Regions from separate parts of the Rattus norvegicus genome. Here region 2 is linked to region 1. Evidence: chromatin contacts called from public Hi-C data. All regions are on one chromosome and are shown on one strand. Each heading gives the region's core, a stretch centred on a gene start, on an enhancer-like site or on the middle of the called end of the contact. The rest is flanking DNA. Distances are from core to core; before and after follow the strand shown.

Evidence for each region. A called contact is a pair of places that touch in the nucleus more often than the background predicts.
Region 2: a Hi-C map of the Rat2 cell line shows a contact between it and region 1, with 5 times the contacts expected there. The contact joins the promoter of Rsrc1 here to the enhancer-like site in region 1. A contact is called at or near these places in 2 of 12 Hi-C or Micro-C datasets (the Rat2 cell line and hepatocytes).

Annotation. Positions count from the first base shown.
Region 1 is chr2:153,132,562-153,139,096 of GRCr8, forward strand. No RefSeq gene overlaps it. Among named protein-coding and RNA genes, the nearest start is that of Veph1, 290 kb to the left of the region's middle. Within about 2 kb of position 3,685, at least 2 of the 93 cell types and tissues checked have an H3K27ac peak or open chromatin away from gene starts, as enhancers often do.
Region 2 is chr2:153,532,270-153,538,571 of GRCr8, forward strand. It overlaps Rsrc1 (arginine and serine rich coiled-coil 1), which reads left to right and starts at 4,570. Exons shown (of 10, transcript NM_001014172.2): 1 at 4,570-4,722. It overlaps Shox2 (SHOX homeobox 2), which reads right to left and starts at 4,892. Exons shown (of 5, transcript NM_013028.2): 1 at 4,391-4,892; 2 at 1,347-1,555. The coding sequence starts at 4,736.

The DNA of each region.
Region 1 (6,535 bases), core at 2,435-4,934:
TGGAGTACTACTCAGCTATTAAGAACAATGACTTCATGAAATTCATATGCAAATGGATAGAACTAGAAAATATCATCCTGAGGGAGGTAACCCAATCACAAAAAAGACCCACACATGGTATGCACTCACTGATAAGTGGATATTAGCCTAAAAGCCCAGATTACCCAAGATATAATCCACAGACCACATGAAACTCAAGAAGAAGGGTGACCAAAGTGCGGATGCTTCAGTTCTTCTTAGAAGGGGGAACAAAAATATTCACAGGAGGAAACAGAGAGACAAAGTTTGGAGCAGAGACTAAAGGAAAGGCCATCCAGAGACTGCCCCACCTGGGGATCCAGCCCATGTACATACAGCCATCAAACCCAGACAATATTGCTGATGCCAAGAAGTGCATGCTGACAGAAGCCTGATATAGCTGTCTCCTGAGAGGCTCAGGCAGAGCCTGACAAATACAGAGGTGAATGCTCAGCCAACCATTGAACTGAGAAAGGAATCCCCATTGGAGGAGTTAGAGAAAGGATTCAAGAAGCTGAAGGGGTTTGCAATCCCATAAGAATAACAATAGCAATCAACCAGAGCTCCCAGGGGCTAAACCACTACCCAAAGATTATACATGGTCTGACCCATGGCTCCAGCTGCATTTGTAGCAGAGGATGGCCTTGTTGGGCACCAATGGGAGAAGCCCTTGGTCCTGCTAGGACTTGACCCCACCCCCCTGGTGTAGGGGAATATTGGGGGTAGGCCAGAAGGGGTGGGTGTATTAGTAGGGGAACACCCTCATACAAAAAGGGGGAGGGGAAATAGGATATGGGGTCTATAAATGGGAAACTGGGAAAGGGGATAACATTTGAAATGTGAATAAAAATATCCAATTAAAAAAAAGGAAAAGAAAAAAATAGTCAAAAAGAAATTTAGACATTAAAAGCCCATGTGTTTGTCCCAGCATCTGTCTAGCCTCCAAGGAAGGCCTTGTGCTACATTCTGACACAAGAGAGAGAGAAAAGCCTGCTGACTCAGGTCTCTTTCTCTTTTCTATAAAAGTTAATTTTATAATTAACTTTTTTATGGAGAACTTAAAAAACAAAACAAAACAAACAAACAAACAAAAAACTCAAGACCATCCCACAGTGAAATTAGCCAGACCCAGAGTCTATATGCCTCAATGAGCTTTACCATGGATTTTATACATTCATTGCCTCTTCCTATAAAGTCAATTCTATGTTGGGGGGTTCCACTCTCATGACTTCATCTAATCCCAATTACAATTTACAAAAACCCCATCTCCAAAAACCATTTCTGTATGAATTTGTGCATTTATTTCCCAACACGTAACTTTCTGGAAGACAACACAAACTGTCCTGAGCTATTAGCTTGACTTTTGGCAAGATACTGTACCCCACCAGCTTTGGCTTCATCGGGAGGGCAATAATATGAAGACCAACTCCATCGGATGCTTTCAAGAAGTACATGCAAAGTGGACGGCCCAACGATAAGTGAAGGTAAGAGTTTGTAATCGAGAGGAAACCAGGAGAGGATCAACACTCTTGCAAACCACAAACGGGACTCTGGAGACAGCCCAATCAGTGAAGTGCTTGTTCCAAAGGCATCAGGACCTGATCTGACCCTAGCGTTCATGCAAAAACCTAGGTATGAAGATCATATGCAATTCCAACACTGGAGAGAGGAGACAAATGGATCTCCAGGGCTCCCTGGTTAGCCAGCCTCGCCTACCCAGTGAGCTCCAAGCTCTTCTTTCCAATACCATCTAACTATAATTAATAGGAACTCAGGCTATGAAACCAATTCTATCAGATTCGGGATTTTATTTGCAAAGCACTTGAAGTAACCGGGTTATAAAAGTTATATGGATGCATTTTTATGCTACTATTACTCTCTGGAATTAGTTTCCAACCATATAGAAAAACATGTGAACGTGAATGTGCTTTTCCCTGCCTGTTGATTGCTTTAGCTGAACCTGGAGCTGGGCAGCTCGCTTCACAGCCTCCATAAGTCCCATTTTGTGGTTTCAGCTTGTCAAGAGGTCACTCACTGATGACTTAGACACGCTGGCCTGAAGGTATTTATGTGATCTTCCGAGTCGGCAGAAAACCTGCCCTTAGAATGAAGCAAATATATCCCTGCTCTTGATGGCTTCAAGCTCGGCAATGGGGGGCTGACCTGACAGCTGCTTCTCCTGAGGGAAAAATAAAGGAAGCTGGAGAAACGCGTGCTATTTCCATGCATTCCCAGTCATCTGCCTTTAGAAAATTCAGCGGAGACCCCGACAATAAAGGTTAGACTTGTAGTGTCACAGCAGAAAGGCAAGCAACTTGAACTTGCCTTCAGCATACCAAACAGACTGCACTTCACAAGAGCTGTAGCTCGCCGAGCCATCTGAAGACGCACAGCAGAAGAGCTCTGAGGGGTGACGGTCTGGACTTGTACTTACAGTGTCTCCGAGTGTCTGTTTTCATTTAGATAGCAATCCAGATACCACTTTGCGTAACATTCCGGCTCTGGTTTTTCTTTTTCTTTCTTTTTTTTATTTTCTTTTTTTAAAGCTGTTTTTACCAATTGTCTTTACCAAATATCGAATTTTCAGATGTTTACTGATGCTCTAGAATAGTTCAAATCATCTGAAAGAATAGAATCCAAATGGGGGGAAAATCCCAATGGGATGCTTATGAAAATTCTTGTGTTTTATGCAGAGAAATGCTCTAAAATGGAAAAAAATTGTTCTGCCCGCATTTACTATGAAAGGAGAAGTTATCTGTCGTTTGGAATGAATTATGTCATTGTCCTTCTCTTGTTCCTCATTTAGGCCAGAGGCCTATATCAAATGCATTAGATCAGAGTGTAATCATCTTTATAACTAGGTATAGTCTTTTTTTTTTTTTAAGCTCTAAAAATTTTCCTAGCACAATGACACCAGCCCCTCTGTGAGTCAACTGTCATTCCAGGGATTTATGGTAATTCCTCTTCTTGAGCAAAAAGGAAGCTAATTGAAACAAACTCCGCACTCTGTACTAATGCCATTGGAATACAGTGTGCGCTGCCAGTCACAAAGTGACGTGGAAAATGAGGCTGTTCTCAACAACACCACGGCCTCTCAGTTTTATGTATTTTTTAATTTCCTCTATGGAAAATCTGGTCTTCATAAAAGAACTGCTAGAGAAAAATGTGGAAAAAGTTGATTCATTCCATATTTACATTCTTTCTAGTACCTGGAAGTGAACCAAAGACTAAAGTATGCCAAAAAAGAAGTTAGTTAAGTCATTTAGAAAACTCATCTTCCCCCAGGCCAAAGGACAAAGTGCCCTGGTAAAGGTCTGCCTTGAGAATGCAAAGCACCCTCTCCCTAAGGAGACCTGGCTCCCTCACCTCTCCTCCAGCTTCGACGAGGCGAGGCGAGGAGGCGAGGAGGCGAGGAGGCGAGGAGGCGAGGAGGCGAGGAGGCGAGGAGGCGAGGAGGCGAGGAGGCGAGGAGGCGAGGAGGCGAGGAGGCGAGGAGGCGAGGAGGCGAGGAGGCGGGCCTTAAGAAACGGCTGATTCTCCTTCTTGCACAATCTAACCCCACAAACCTCCCCCAGCCTGGGAGTTAGTGTCATCCAAATCCCCAAATTCCTCTTCTGATATATGAACAGATCAAGGCACTTAGCACAAATGAGTCCAACTGCAAGGAAACACCAAGTTTCGGGACAGAGTCTCCGGAAGGCCTCGGGCTTGATCTGCTAATGCTATTGCCAGTTTGCTTTGAAGAGCGGAACAAAATGAAAGCAAGGTGTCTCGCTCACGAGCGGAGGGCGGCCAGTACCTTGCAAAGCTGCCAGATGCCTTTCCCATCCCGCTTGTCGTTAATAGCTTCATTTCATTTCATCTGCAGAGAGAGAGAGAGAGAGAGAGAGAGACAGAGAGAGAGACAGAGAGAGAGACAGAGAGAGAGACAGAGAGAGAGACAGAGAGAGAGACAGAGAGAGAGACAGAGAGAGACAGAGAGAGACAGAGAGAGAGCGCGCTGGAAATGGCATTACTGGTTTTCAGTTATCCAAAAACTTTGGAGCATTGAGAAAGCTGTTACACAAATGTGGCTTTCTCTTGAGGAAGCCAGGGTCACGGGGGTCACAGTGCAATACAGGTCGTGGCTTGTGACTTGCACAGGTAGCAAAGCTGCATCCAAAACAAGACAGTCTTTCCTAATATGCATATGGAGACAAAAATGACCTCTCATCTCAGGAAAGGGAAAGAAATATTGACTCCAAGGTGATGGCCAAGACAGCTCTCAGAAATGTGAGGGTGAAGATTGGTAAGGTGGCTCAATGGGCAGAGCCACTTATAGCACAAAACCCCAGAGACTGGAGCTCTATCCTTAGAGCCCACATAAAGGTAGAAGAACAGAACAAACATCACAAGTTCACCTGACCTCAGCATGGGCACTGGCGATCCCTACATATGCTATACTTTCCTAGTTCTGAGAGTTCAAATTTAATGCTTTCTCGGTGGCAAGCACCTCCCGTCCTCTCATCCATTCCCAGCCCTTCACTGAACTTCTTGGTGGAGTTCAAAACTTGTCGCAGAAACCATATCTATCACCAGACGTGCCCCCAGTTGCCAGTTCAGTGTGTGCTCTTTCAGCTCTGTGTACGGGCCCATGAGCTCGCCCATCTCATTAAAGAAATTCCTTTATCTTAATTACTGCACCATCCTGTAAGATCTCTAAAGATGGAGGTTACATTTTATTCTTTCTATACGTCATAGGCCGTGTCGCGCATATAGATGTTGCTCGATAAGTAGACCTCATAGCCCAAGTAAATTCCACCCAAGTGTTTACTCTTTGTACTCATTCACACTCTGAGTTTTCTAAAGTCTGTCTGGCTCACTGTGATCTTCAAAGGCTTGGACAATCCATGTACAAATGTTCGGGTGAAGCTATTAAAAGCTAATAATGAAAACATCACTTTTTAAAAGAATAGCAAAAGCTAATACTATTTAATATAATCTATTTCACTGATATTCACAAACTTTCATGTATTAATTATTTATACCCATGTCCCAATAGCCTTCCTATTTTTTAATACATTAAGCAACAGCATTATAATTTAAGAAGCCTATCATAACTATGTTTTTTAAAAAATTGCAGTCATAATACTGCAAGTTCTTTTTGAAAAGAAATAAGATATGAATAATTAAAATTAAAAAGTGTCTGCCATCTCAACAAATCTGTCCCTCTTTATGTTTCCCTTTTCCACTTTTATTTCTTCAGAAACATAATTTTTACAGTAATAATCGAAAGCTAGGTTCTGCCAGCAATCTTGTTATCTTCTCCCATTTCTACTTACTCTTAGTAATTAAAATGGTAAGGTCTCAAAAACCTTCTACCCCTCTCCTGATGCTGACCTACTCATCTGCCTTGTCCTCTTTCCTCAGCAGCCTCCTGGACTGCACACCTGAGAACATCATGGGAACCCCAAATTCGAGACATAGTACAGAGGACTAAAGGCTACTCAACCTGATCACCCTTCTAGCGCCCCGATTGCAAGAAATCTCACCCCGTCTCCTTTGAAGTCTCCTCAGCTCCCCATCTTTCCCATTGCCCCACCGTTAAATCCAAGTCAATACTGCATTTGACATGTTCTTGAGTTTCTTTCCTTTCCCTCCCCTCTTTGCTGTTATCTCTGTTTCCAGGTCCTCAGTTGAAGATTGGCACAATGTCCTGACTGTCCCCTCCACCTCATTCATTTCCTTCAGACCTCCAAGGTCATCTTTCAAAAATGGATATTGATTTTTGCCACACCACTACTTAACGTTATCCAGTTGCTCTCCATGGCTGTGGGCAGACTCTAATGCCTACACTGAATAAGCAAGGGTTTCAGCAAACCAGCCCTTTGCTACTAGTCCAGAAGTTAAGGTCTGGGTCAGGAGCCTGGGCTTGCCTGTAAACTATTCCAAAAGAAAGCCCAGTGTGTTGGAGGCTGATTTTTTGAAAGACATGGGATTAAATCCTACAAACATCTACATCCTACAAAAATCCTACAAACATCTGTGGTCTTCAAGACAAGACAGAGGGAAGGAGCTTGTCTGAAGGAAAAGGAACCAAATTCAGGGACCACACAAAGAAAAGAAGGCAAGATAAAATTAAAGCAGAAGCTAAAAAGGGAGAAAAAAATCTCTGGACTGAAAAGCAATTGCCTGTCACACTGTTATGTGTGGAACTAAAGATTCAAAGTGAGATTTTTCCATCTTGGGGCTCTGATGGGCTCTAAGGCAACACTTAGGGTGCCCCACCTCTGTATAAATAGTGTACGGTTCCTTCTGCCAGAGTGTCCTCTGACCACTTATCTGTCTGACTAAGCCACTCTTCAAGTGTCACCTCCTCTATGAAATCATCCCTGAATCCTAAAGCAGCATTGAGTCTAAGTGGCCCTGCAGGGCCAGCAGAATGTAAAGACACTCTGGCAGACAGCACTCAGCCTCAGACAACAGAAAACCACCAGAAATACATGTGAGAGGACAAAGCCCTTTCTCATCAGATCCA
Region 2 (6,302 bases), core at 3,320-5,819, 400 kb after region 1:
ATCTTCAAAAATTCTCCTGATATTGAGTATAATAGAAGGATGGATTTCATGCCAGGGTGGCATCCTTTGTGTGACTCACATGGCCTGAGGCTTCTTGACTCTTCCCCCCCCTCCCTAGAAGAGTTGGGATGGAGATACTATTACTCACGGCTGCAATAATTACCGGGGTTTTAAGGGGTTGCCGAGTCTCTAGAGAGCTCAGCGCAGGCTGCACAGCAGAACGGGCTTTAAAAAGGAAGGCGCTAGGATTGACGTCGTGATGACCAAGGCGGCCTATTATTATTTTTTTCTCTGTCCACGTTACTGCTCTGTTTTTTCCCCCTGATCCTATTACAAGATGCGGGGAAGCCCCATAAGAATTGTGCATAGTTCCTTACAGATGGTGGTCTCTCCGCCCAGAGACCCGGGGAGTATCTGTTACAGGGATACTTTGTAACAGCTGCAGATGTTCTAGTCTAAAACTGCTCCATGTGTTCAAACAAATAATGACCATCATTTTCTCCCAATTTTATTATTTGAGCGGAAATACAATCTGAAACGTTTAAATTTGTTCCCCATAAAGCTGGAAGGATATGTATGCGTGTTTATAATTCCCCCTTTAGATTATCCTCAACCCCACTTTTCCCTCTTTTTTTGGTTTTACATTCACTTAAACAGCCAATAATGAAAAAAGCTGCAGTTCTGACTTCATGTGATATTCTGAAGGCCAAGCTTTGCAAACATCAATAATAAGATGTGTATGTTATTTTAAAATAGAGCTTTCGTGGGTCCAGGTTCTTTGCCTTGGTTAAGGAACAAAGGGTGGGCAAACACATTCTGTGCCCTCTGTTTCTCGCTCAGTTAGAGACCGATCCCCTAGCAGAACACTGTAAATTTTTGCACTTAACAGATGCTAATTTTCTTTATAGTCTGTACATCTATAAACCTAATTGGTATATCCGTTTGGCAAACCTAGACCCTCAACGAAACCCAACTCCAGAGAGCATAATACTCGTTGTAACTTTTAAGGCTTCAGAGATAAAACGTTTTCTGTGGCATTTTTTTTTAAGGCTTATAAAAGTAGGCCCATTAGGATTAAACCACATTAAAGACAGCGAGGGGCGAGGGGGTGTGGTTAATAGAAACTCTGGGAGCAAGCCCAGCGCGGCTTTCTTTTTCAGCGAACATATGTTGGCTTAGAGGTGAAAGGGGCTACGGGATCAAACTCCATTTTAGAAAATAAGATCTTTAGTAAAGATGTCCCTCCCTTTCGCATCTCACACCAGACACCTGCAGCTGCCTACAAACATTAGGTGTAGCACTCCGGTTCTCCGGACCCAGCCTCCACCTCCTTGCAATGGGGGTACCTGTACTCGGGCCTCAGATAGCCCCAGTCGCTGGCTCAGTTCCTCGCGCATAAAAGCGTCTGGATAGTGGGTCTCATCGAAAAGCCTCTCCAGCTCGTTGAGTTGTTCCAGGGTAAAATTGGTCCGACTTCGCCGCTGCTTGATTTTGGTCTGGCCTTCGTCCTCCATCCCTTTCGCATCCTCTTTGCGATCCTTCAGTTCAGGGGACACTGAAGAGGGCACCACGGAAGGACCACACGTGTGTCGGAGCACGCACGCACGCAACACACACACACACACACACACACACACACACACACACACACACACACACACGGACAAAAAAGAAAAGAGCAAGACAATTCCATTACCATATTTTTCCAGAAGGCTAGAGACTCCTAACCCCTGGGGGCGGGGGATCCCTATGAAGACCGGGAGAGAGGATAGGGTCTCTGAGACCCGCAAAGTCTGGTCTGTATGGCTGCCTGGGGACAAGGTGGGCACGCGGCTTCCCAACTCAACTGGGGTCTTAGCTTACCCTCTCACTACCTATACCCTTCCCTTCTTCCCTTCAACACCAAATGTATTCCTGACCCTATGGCACTCACTGACCCACGCACTCACGGAAATCAAAAGCGCTGCGCGGGCCTCTCACAGAGCGCGGTCTCGGTTAAAGGGCGCGGCAAGGCCACGCGATGGCCTCGCACGCCAGCTATCCCCAGAGGGCTGTTCCGCTGTCCCGCCAGCCTCTGCTGTCTCTGGCCCTTTGCCTCCCGCAAACTTGCTGGTCTAATTTAGGAACAACTGGGCCCGCTGAAGGGTCGCAGCTGGAAAGCGAGATTCTGGTACAGCGCTGCGCCGCCGAAAGCCACATCCCCAGGCACCCAAGGGCTCGGACCAGAACCCCACGGATGGTTCCATCAGCAACTAGGCAATCCCTTTGCTCCCTGCCAGACCCGGGTCGAATTGGCACAGACAACCACGCCATGTTGGCGGCCTGGATGACTGGCCGCCCACGCTGGGCCAGAAGGGTAGAGGCAGCAAATCAGACAGGCTCTGGTGGTCAGCAAAACCCACCGCTGCATCTGTCCTCTCCTTCTCCCTCCCCGATGGAAACCAAGGCTCGACCCTAAAGGTTTAAACCCACTGAGATCAACAGGTTCGAGCAGAACATTCCTCGGTTTCTATTGGCTGTTCAAAACCTTTTCATGCATCCAGCAGCTCGGATGTTTAATAAAATATGCATTTTCCCCCCGCACATCCGTTGCTACTTTGCTGTCCTTTCCTTCCACGTAAAAAAAAACAGGAGCTCTGGCAGTGCGAGCAAATAGAGCCACACGAGGGATGATATACATGTATGTCAAAGGGCAACGATGAGGACAGCCAAAGTCAGGCCTATATCAATATAAGGTCCACCCAGCCTTCATCCTCTGCATGATTTGGAGATAGAAGTCCACTGTCAAAGCTAAGTTTAGATAGTAGAGGCTGTGTTCAATTCCTCCCAACCCAGGATCCGGATCAACACAGAGGGGAAAAATTAAGTTGAAAGAGCCACAAAAATTAAAAAAATTAAGTTGAAAGCTACAAAGAAATTAACACTTGCCCAGAGCTTGGAAATCAACAACCCCAGCAACTGGCTTGCCCAAGTCCCGGAGAACCTAGAAGGGTTTATCCCTTTATCCCTTTACCACACAACACTCTAAATGAAGGGGGACTCGGCCCCTGATCTGGGTGAAGGCGAACCGCCACATCTCGCCTCAGCTTGGCCTTCTATACAGTAACCTTATTTGTTGCCTACATTTCTGTGTCTCGGAGTTCATTTTGTGGACTTCCAGGAAGGAAGTAAATAAGGCCACAGCAAACATTAGGGGTCAATTTAATAGGAAAACCTTCTCGCTAACGTCGTAGTAAAAATTTAAACACGAACACATATTCTTCAGATGGGACGGTGAAACGGCTTTGTCTGTTGTCACCCACAGAGTAGATTCCCCTCAAAGTTTAGGGGCTTCAAAGGGAAACAAGTCCAAATTTCAAGTTGATTAATAGACTTAATATAATGTCTCTTTCGCCCCCAACTTTCCACTTAATGGCCTAAACAGGAACAGACCGTGTTATAAACAAGTTAATTGCTTGCTTAAATTTGTGATTCTACGCATGCCACATATTTTCTTAATTGGAAAAATATGGCAGCACACCAGTTACTGCAGTCCTGAGTGCCAAATTAATTTTTAACTTTGAGTTGATGGACGCTTCACCGGTTAGATAAAGCCATTTTCTAACACTGCTGGCTCCAAAGACAACCTCGCCAACTCTCTCTCTCTCTCTCTCTCTCTCTCTCTCTCTCTCTCTCTCTCTCTCTCTCTCTCTCTCTCTCTTATAAAGTACTGCACGATTCTAGACAGTAAAGAAATTGTGTATATAGCGTCATCGTCGTCGACCCCCCACCCCCACCGTACACTCCTCAATGTCTCCACGGAGAGGGAATCACCTTGGCCTGGACCTTTGGCTGGCTTCCACCTTAACTGTTCAATAAGAATGTGAAGTTTGGTCCCCAAGATCCGGAGATTTAGGGGCTTTGCAGAGTTACAGTGGTTTTGAAGGCAGCTCTAAAGAAGGGGCAACATAGTGTGGCTCTTCTCTTTCTCCCCCCTCCTTTCCCCTTCTCTCCTTTAGGCCTAGCAAAGGGGTTCTGGCAAACTCAGGGCTACAGGCTCCTTACAACCGGCCTCCTACTGAGCCCCTGCCGCACCCCTTCTCGCAGCGGGCCACACAAACTTCGTCGTCCCGCAGAGCGGCCCCATCCTCCCGCTCGCGAAAAAAGCATTTCGGTGCAACCGGAGCGGCAGAGAAGGGTGCGCGCAACCCCACGCCCTCCCCCACGCGAGGACCCCACCCACGGCCGTACAGTCCGGCCTCCTACCCCTCTACTAGCCCTGTATCTCCCAAAGCTGGGGTCCAGGGCCCTCTGCGATGCCGCCCTCCTCCCGCTCGGGTCCCGGGTCCTCTCCCGCCCCGAGGACAGGGGAAGGCGGGAAGGGGAACCGCGGCCGGGGGCAGGCCGTTACCCTCCGTCAGCCGCGGGCTGCCGGGCTCCCTGCTCCGCTCCGCGGCTCCCATGTCCAGCTCCCGGACGGGAGAGCGCCCTCCTCCAGCTCCTCCGCCTGCTCCTCCTCCTCCAGCACCTCCTCCGCCTCCTCCGCCTCCGCCTCCGCCTCCTCCCGCGCCGCCGCCTCCGCCGGCCGCCCGGACTGCCGGGCTGCTGCGGTCGTCGCGGCCCGGCTCGACGCAGCCGGGCTCTTTGGCCCCGCGCAGCGGCCCGCTCTCCAGCACCTCCCGGTACGTGATGGCCTCCTTCTTCTCCTTCACTTTCTGGTCAAAAGACTTGGAGACGAACGCCGTAAGTTCTTCCATCGCGGCCGCTGCCGCTGCCGGTCAGCCTCGCGCTCAAGCTCTCCCTGCCGAGCCCCGCTCTTTTTTTCCTCCTTCTTTTTTTACTGCTCCAGCCCCCCCAATAATAACACATCAATGGGGCAGGGGGATGGGGGAGGAGAGGGAGGAGGAGGAAGAAGAAAAAGAGGAGAAGAAAGAAGAGGAGAAGTAGAAGGAGAAAAAGAAGTAAGAGGTGGAGGAGGAGGAGGAGGAGGAGGAGGAGGAGGAGGAGGAGGAGGAGGAGGAGGAGGAGGGGGAGGGGGTAAAGGGGGAGAGGGGGGGAGGAGGGAAGGGGCGGGGGCCGCCAGAGGGAAATGAGAACTGATGCTTCCCTGCCGGAGTGCGCGTGTTCAATGTTAAGATCTTTGACAATTCTTCCTGCGGAGAGTTCAGATCTGATAGCGACGCAGCTCTTGAAGTCTCACTATTTATACTTCCTAAAGGCGGGCCTCTTGTTCTGAGTAAATTACCTCCCCTCGCAACTCCTAGTGAACCCCTTCACGGGTAGCAGGAGCGCCACTACCTGGGGTGGGGAGGAGAGGGAGTGAGAGAGAGAGAGAGAGGAGAGAGAGAGAGAGAGAGAGAGAGAGAGAGAGAGAGAGAGAGAAGAGAAGAGAAGAGAAGAGGAGAAGAGAAGAGAATGAATATGAATATGAATGTGAATATTGAGGATGGAGGATCCAGGCTGGAGTCCACCCGGCAGGAGAGGGAGGGCAAGCAGGGGACCAGAGGGGGCGGGGAGAGGAGGCAGGTCCTCAGCGGTCGGGTTTTCTGATAGCCTCGGCCGCCGGTGCTCTTGGCCATTAATCCAGGATTGACAAGAATCCCTAATTAATTTAATTAAGCGTGGATTTTGCGTTGGTGTCACGACTTAGTAAAACACTGGGGAGCTGGATAGACTTCTCGGAGGCGGGGCCAAGAGGAAACTGACAAGTGCATTGCAATCAGAGTCAGTGGGTATCCTCAGAGAGTACCCGACCCTACAGCCTCGCTCTGGGTGAGCACCCTAACTGCTCGACCCTACATTGATGACCCCGGGCCTCTGGCTCAGCATCGGGCTTTCTACGGTTAATAGGCCTCGTAACCACTCCAGTATTCCGTTCCTGCACCCCTTCCTGCTCCAGGCCGCTGCAGCTGCACAGCCTGCTGCGAGTGGGGCTTCTCTGCAGCTCCTCGGACCGCTTCACCTCCTTTTAGGATCTTTCCGACGCGCAGCCAGCCTCACCGAGTGCTAGTCCCTGTAATTCACCCTACTACTCACTCCTAGGAGTCAAAGCTGACTCCCATAAAGACACATCCCGCTAGAAGGGGTTGGTCGATTTAACTTGTTTCCTGAGCAGCTGTCCCCTGCCAGATTCAGTCTTAAGGTGTTTTCTTACAGCCGGTCCGGCGCAGCTCCATTTCGGTTTTTCTCTGTAAGGTCTAAGGATTCTTTCCCTCTTTCCCAACAACTCCCTTCACCCTGTCCTCAATTATTTAGCATCCTGGGGAGCATTCTAGTTCGCTTTTCCAATTCTGAAAAACAAAAGATGATCACTTTTTGAGTTC